Linked DNA regions of Triticum aestivum: region 2 is linked to region 1. A link is a contact called in public Hi-C data. All regions are on one chromosome and are shown on one strand. Each heading gives the region's core, a stretch centred on a gene start, on an enhancer-like site or on the middle of the called end of the contact. The rest is flanking DNA. Distances are from core to core; before and after follow the strand shown. Region 1 holds the start of LOC123110659. Region 2 holds the start of LOC123110660 (protein NEN1).

Evidence for each region. A called contact is a pair of places that touch in the nucleus more often than the background predicts.
Region 2: a Hi-C map of leaf shows a contact between it and region 1, with 8 times the contacts expected there. The contact joins the promoter of LOC123110660 here to the promoter of LOC123110659 in region 1. A contact is called at or near these places in 3 of 5 Hi-C or Micro-C datasets (all in leaf).

Annotation. Positions count from the first base shown.
Region 1 is chr5B:107,580,297-107,583,477 of IWGSC CS RefSeq v2.1, forward strand. It overlaps LOC123110659, which reads right to left and starts at 1,442. Exons shown (of 2, transcript XM_044531238.1): 1 at 179-1,442; 2 at 1-90. The coding sequence starts at 1,442. The coding sequence ends at 567. It also overlaps the pseudogene LOC123110658.
Region 2 is chr5B:108,217,406-108,220,627 of IWGSC CS RefSeq v2.1, forward strand. It overlaps LOC123110660 (protein NEN1), which reads left to right and starts at 1,569. Exons shown (of 6, transcript XM_044531239.1): 1 at 1,569-3,078. The coding sequence starts at 2,751.

The sequences.
Region 1 (3,181 bases), core at 192-2,691:
CATCATCTTCCATGAACATCATCTTCTTGTACATGCGTTTCAAGCAGCTCCTCCTCGGCAGTTTCTTCAGTGCTATCACCTCCTTGAATCCTAAACCATCAATCAAGAACAATCAAAACCTGAATATACTAGCAGCAAGCAGTACACAAGGGTATGAACAGATGAAGAAAATCATAACCTGAAGGGCAGCGCCCAGACTGCTGGCGCTACCGATGAGGAGACCTCCTGATCTGGAAATGGTCGGTCGACCAAGCCGTGGGGCAGCCACACGCCCATGTCATTGTTAGGGTACACCTTGGGCCTGACCACATCAAAGGTACTCGTGTCGAGGAAATAAATGCCAGAGCGCAGGTGCAGGTCCGATGTATTGAAGGAGCGTGAGCAGCCTCGCCCAACAAAGATCAGGCGGTTGCCAAGATCTTCCTCGACCCAACGGTGCAGACCAAGCTCGCCGGTAGGGCTTTTCATGGAGAAGACTCTGAAGCCTGTGGTGAGGCGAGGCTCACCAAGCACGTCTGCGAGAGGCGCGATCTGGATCACCATGAGAAGCCTCCCGCGGCTCTCCACTAGGAAGCGGGCAACGACCGGCTCAGGCGCGACTCCGGGTGGCCTTGGATAGAAGATGCACCTCCCCGAGCGCATACTGTGCATGCTCTGTTCTGTGCCTGTGGCATGTGGTACTTGAGAATGTTCTCGTTGCGAGTCAGGACACAGAATGACTCGTTGTAGAAGATGACGTCCTCCAGGCCCCCCGCCAAACCCCCCGCGTTCCTTGGCGCAGGTGTCCAGATCGTCCCATTAGCAAGTGGCCAGAAGGCGAGCTGGGTATTCCCCACCATGATGGCGGCGATGGTGAAGCCTGGAACTGGAATGGTGTACTCGGTCTCGTAGAGTGGGGAGACATGGAGGGCCGCGGAGGTGGAGTCGGAGAGGGCCGTCGGGTCGACATACCCGAGTCCGGGAGGCGGCGGCGATATGGCGGCGGCGCTGATGCGGACGAACCTTTGATCGCTGATGCGGTCGCGGATGTCCCGCATACAGTGTGGGAGGCTTAGCCGCGCGCCCGAGTTGAAATTCACCAGCTCATAGTTGCGATCCTTTGTTCCCACCAAAATCCAGCCCCCCTGCCTCGCCGAGCTGATATGCCGCGGCATGTGGTGCAGGATTGCGGGGACGGGGTGGTCGTGGGGGTTACCTCCGTTGCCGAGCAGGCAGACGAAGGAGGGAGGGAGGGCGCCGCGGTGTGGGAGGAGAAGCCAGGGGATCGGCGGCGCGCGCAGGTCGGAGACGACGCGGCGCCACGCCTTGCAGACTCCGGCGACGGCGAGGCGGTCCTTGAAGCAGTCCAGGTAGTCGAACACCAGAACGATGAGGATGTCGACGGGTAACTCGCCCCAACCACCCGGGCTATCGCTGGCAGGTGGAGATCCGAGACCCGCCATGGGAGCCTCTCTCTCTCTCTCTTCTCTTCTCTTTTGGGCGGTAGTGTGAAATGTGGTGGGATGAGGGGGGCGGGGGGCTCGCTTGGGTGGGGGCTAATGTTTCGAAAATTGAGCCGTGTGGCCTCTGGCCCTCTACAAGGAAAGCGTGTCTATGTGGGTTAATCCGCCGTGAGGAATTGGATGGCCCCCGCCTGTCAGACTCTGATTGGTTTTGGCTCCGGTGCGTTCACGCATCGGCCGATATGGAAGGGGGAAAATGACTTCCGAGTTCCCCAATCTCAGATCTAAGAAGAAGAAGGCGGAATCCGTGGCGGTGGCCGAATCTCGGATCGAATTCAACTTCCGGCCTCTGCCTCGGGCCTGAAATTTTAATAGGTTAGTCTCTATTAGGTTAGTTTATTTATTGACCTATATGGATTTCTAGGGTTGCCTCTGATCGAAGTTTACAAATCAACTGTTCTGAAATTCACTCCGAGCTTTGTCATTTTGCCAGGTAATCACGTTGATTGCCCCAGATGTTGAGCTCAGCTGCCCTGCGGCTTGGTCAAAATTTTGCTGGCGCGGACTTCAGTTTGCACGGGCGCAAGCTGAAGAAAATTGTCAGATGATACTGCATTTAGTACGGGTTCCAGACAGTGTCCGAGCTCTGAAAGAGTGGAAGTTCGTAACTATGCAATTCCCGGCAACATCTATTCATGCAGGAACTAGCAAGGGAGATCACCATCTGAGTATGTATGTATCACGTTTTTCTTCTGTTCCAGCAGCTGAGGAAGGGTCCGATTTCAGCAAAAGCAAATCAGGGTCATCAATCTCAACTAACTGTGCCAAACAAGGTGTTTATGCAACCGGTGAGCAGGTACAATGAGGCCAGGTAGGGCATCAGCGACCAGCTGTGGCAAATCAAGTTCAGAGTACTGCTAATCAACGACAACTAGGTCCTGCTCAGGGCAGATGCATGCCTAGTGTTGCACCAAGGCCATCATACGATCCATGGAACAAGTTCAAATTATTTGTTGAAACAAGACCAGGGCCATCTCAGTTCAGCTTTTCCTCTGAAATCAGCAGCAGCATGACACAAATGACCCCAATATCACACTGTATGTCTGGTTACTCTATTCAGAGCACTGCTGCATCAACAACTCAAACAAAGTTTACCTCACTCCGTCCATTGCCCCCTTCGGTGGTCTCTTCTCATGTTTATAGTAGTGAAGCTGCACGGCCTCATGGATATACTACATTCCGTCCACTAGTTCCCCTGCCTTGCGAACCAGGCAAATGTAATGCTCCTGGGGATGTGATCTTTATAGACAAGGGTAGCATGAAACAGGCTCCCATAGCATCAAGATCAAATACTGAGATTTTGAAGCAAATCAGCAAAAGTTTCAAAAGACCAGCAAAAAAGGATGATGTGTTATTGTCATTACCAAAGAAACCTTGTGTAGCAGGGAAGGACATAAATCAATCTGTCGCCACTCCTGGAAGAAGTCTGTGGATCCAGACCAGATGGACAACCCTGAGATATTTGCCTGTTCGTCTCAACAAACCTAAAATAAAACTTCAAGCTGTAGGCAGTGATGCAAGTACAGTTCGCATTGGCAGATTCTGTTAACAGTGTGGGTACAAGACCTGTTAAGTTGCAATCTGGAGCAAAGCACATACTCCAGCCATGTGCTAGTGCTAGCTTGGACCAAGTAGATTCCTGGCCTGTGCATTCGGTGATACAGTTGGAAGTGGAGAAT
Region 2 (3,222 bases), core at 319-2,818, 640 kb after region 1:
TCGGGTGAGCCAGGTTTTGCGCACGGCGGTGCGCTGGCTCCAGCGGCCGCCGCAAACTAAAGCATGCCCGAGCCGCTCGAGCAGGCGTGCTATATTTCATTTTTTTTCTTAACGATTGCATACATAGCATACAAATATGGACATAGTTCGGCACATAGCCTGCTTCTACGATACAAAATGCGTACATCTAGGTTTCTCCAACGATATATAGTTCTACTTCGTCCACATAGCCTGCTTTTACAATACAAAATAAAACGAAAACTACTACTACTCGTCATTCTCCGACTCGGACTCTGCCTCGGTGATGTCCTTCTCCGACGTCTTTGCATAGGCGTCAAGGAACCGCTCGTCGTGGGAGTCCCAGGACGACACATCTCCTAGCGCCATGTTGTATTTAGCGACCGCCTTCCACGTTCACTTGTCCTCGCGATAGGCGGCTTGCTCCTTCCTTCTCTCCTCCCTCTCCGCCCTCCTCTCGGCGCAGAACTGTTCCTCGTTGATGATGTCTTGCGGAAAGCGTTGCCTCCACAGCTCCATGGCTTCCTCGTCCATCTCGGCCAGGCTAAGACGGCGCTCCCGTCTCCGGTGTTTGCGATGATTCTCGTCAGTGTTAAGCCACGGGAAAGGCGCCAGCTCCTGTGCCCGCTCCCGTGTCGCCACGTCGGTGAAGTTCATGTCCCAACGGGATCGCAGGAGGTGCCACGCCGCAGCGTCGTACGCGCGGACGCCATCCTGGGCGGTGTCGAAGGTTCTGAGGCCGAGGCGCACGCCGCCGCCCGACTGAATCGAGGCGGAATAGGTACCGGACGAACGCACGCGAATGCCGCGGTAGCCCGAACCTCCCTAGTGGCGAGGCGACATGGTGGCGCGGTGGTGGCGTGTCGGCGGCGAGGAGAGAAAGCAGTGGAGGGAGCGAGAGAGAGCGGCAGAGGGCGCTACAATTTTATAAGCGCGCCGGACGCGGTGCGCCAAATCTAGCACGCGAGCTGCCGCCTTTTCCCGCCCGCGCTAGTTTGCCGCCACCGCTGGAGCGCGTGAAACCGGGCCGTGCGTGCTAAAAAACCAATTTACCGCGCGCGCATATTTTTGCGCGACTGTTGGAGATGCTCTTAGCGCCGTGTGCTTGCCTGTCATGTAGCGGGTGTGCTTCTTTCTGTCGAATAGCACGCGTGCACTAGGGACGTGTTTGGTTTCTTGTGTGGCACCCGGGTCGCACTCGCCATGCAAAATCTATTGTGTTTGGTGGCCTGTGCGGCCTGCTCGGCCTGGCCCAACCGATGCAAAAGGAGGCCTCTCAGCCAGGCTGAGGGGCACGCACGAATCGGCCGTATCTCCGAGCCAGGCTCGCGCGTGCAGCCACAACTCCCGTCCCGTGTCTCCTTCTCCTCCTCCTCTCTCTCACGCATCAGATTGGATCGAGTAACCCATCGCCGCCGCCGCCGCCGCCTGAGCTCCCTCGTCCACCAGCGGTCCGAGCTCCCTCATTCACCACCAGTCCAGGCACCCTAGCCTGCCCTCTTCCATGCCCACGCCACCTGGACAGCCGCCTCATCCACCACCCGTCCGAGCTCCCTCGCCGGTGCTACTCCATGCCCACGCCGGGGAACACGCCGTCCGCCACCAATCTAGAGGAAGAAGGGGAGAGGGGAGCACCTGCGTGCTGCGAGCCGCAACGGGCGTCGCGTTTTTCCCCTTCTCTCCCCTCAAACTGCGCCACCGCTCCCAATCCTTCCGGCGAGCCGCAGCTGAATCTCGCCGTCGGCATCTCCTCCCCGCCGCCCATCTGCGCCCCAGCCAACTCGTCACCCTCCACCTCCTCGTTTGATTTGTTTTCTGAATTGTCTAGATCGGTGATAATGTTTTCCTTTCTTTGAGAAATTTTTTGATAAATAAAAATTGAAACATGAGTTCAGCTTAGCGTTCTTTTACATGTTCCATCGAATGGTCCAGATCCAGTTGAAATGATTGAAATTGGAAGAGGAAAGCTCACAGACTTAAACTCAAATGCAGTCCACCAAACAACATTTGTTGTATATGCTTTGGAAGAAGCTTGTACAGTTTGGGAAGGGGGTTTTTGAGAGAAAAGAAAAATCTACTTCAACCGATATGCCCTTAGGCACGGCCATGCATAACATAGAAATCACACGTGGAAGGGGTGGGCAATTAGCTAGAGCAGCAGGTGCTGTAGCGAAACTCATTGCAAAAGAGGGTAAATCGGCCACTTTAAGATTAGCATCTCTAATGCAACAATATCATACAGTCTACCAAACACACATCTCAACCAATCTCTGCATCAGCTCAACCAGGCCACGCTCATCCAGGATCCCCCATGCGATGCAGGCTAGAGTCACCCAGGCAACCAAACACGCCCTAGGAATTTGGGTTTAGGTATATACCTTTTTCACTCTTTCCCGCAAAAACAAAAAGAAGAAGAAGAAAAAGGAAGAGTTCGGTTTTGCTTGAGCAAACCCAAATCCAACCCGAACTCCTATCCCGGCCCCCACCTCCACGGCACCGCCACCGCCACCGCGGCATTTCTTCCTCCAACACCTCTCTCCTCCCCATCGCCGCCGCTCCCGTCACGCCACCTTCCTTCCACCCCCACCTCCCACGCAAGCCCTCGCCCGAGCTGCCGCCTCCTCCTCCTATTTATCCAGCGCTTGCCCACCCGGGGCCGCCTCCATCAACCACCTGCCCCTGCCCCTGCCCTTCCTTCCCTTGGAAAGTTGGAATCTACCCAAGGGTCCCAAATGGAGACGGGGTCTGTGGCTGCAGCTACGGTGGAGGAGGGGTCGACGGCGGGGCCGCAGGCGGGGGGCGCCGAGATCGCCTTCTTCGACCTGGAGACGTCGGTGCCGCAGCGGGCCGGGCAGGGCTACGCGCTGCTCGAGTTCGGGGCCATCCTGGTGTGCCCGCGCCGCCTCGTCGAGGTCGCCTGCTACGCCACGCTCGTGCGCCCCGCCGACCTCGGCGTCGTCTCCGCCGCCTCCGTGCGCTGCAACGGCATCACGCGTGACGCCGTCGCTGCCGCGCCGTGCTTCCGCGACGTCGCCGACAAGGTCTACGACCTCCTGCACGGTGAGCGCCCCGCGCCATCTAGTTGTTTGTTTGTTTGTTTGTTTGTTTCAACACCGGGAGCTGGTTCTTGGCTCCTAATACACGCCAAGGACTTACTTACAATTAAGAATAATTATTAGTAAGTCTAACGGGGAAGGAGCCCGG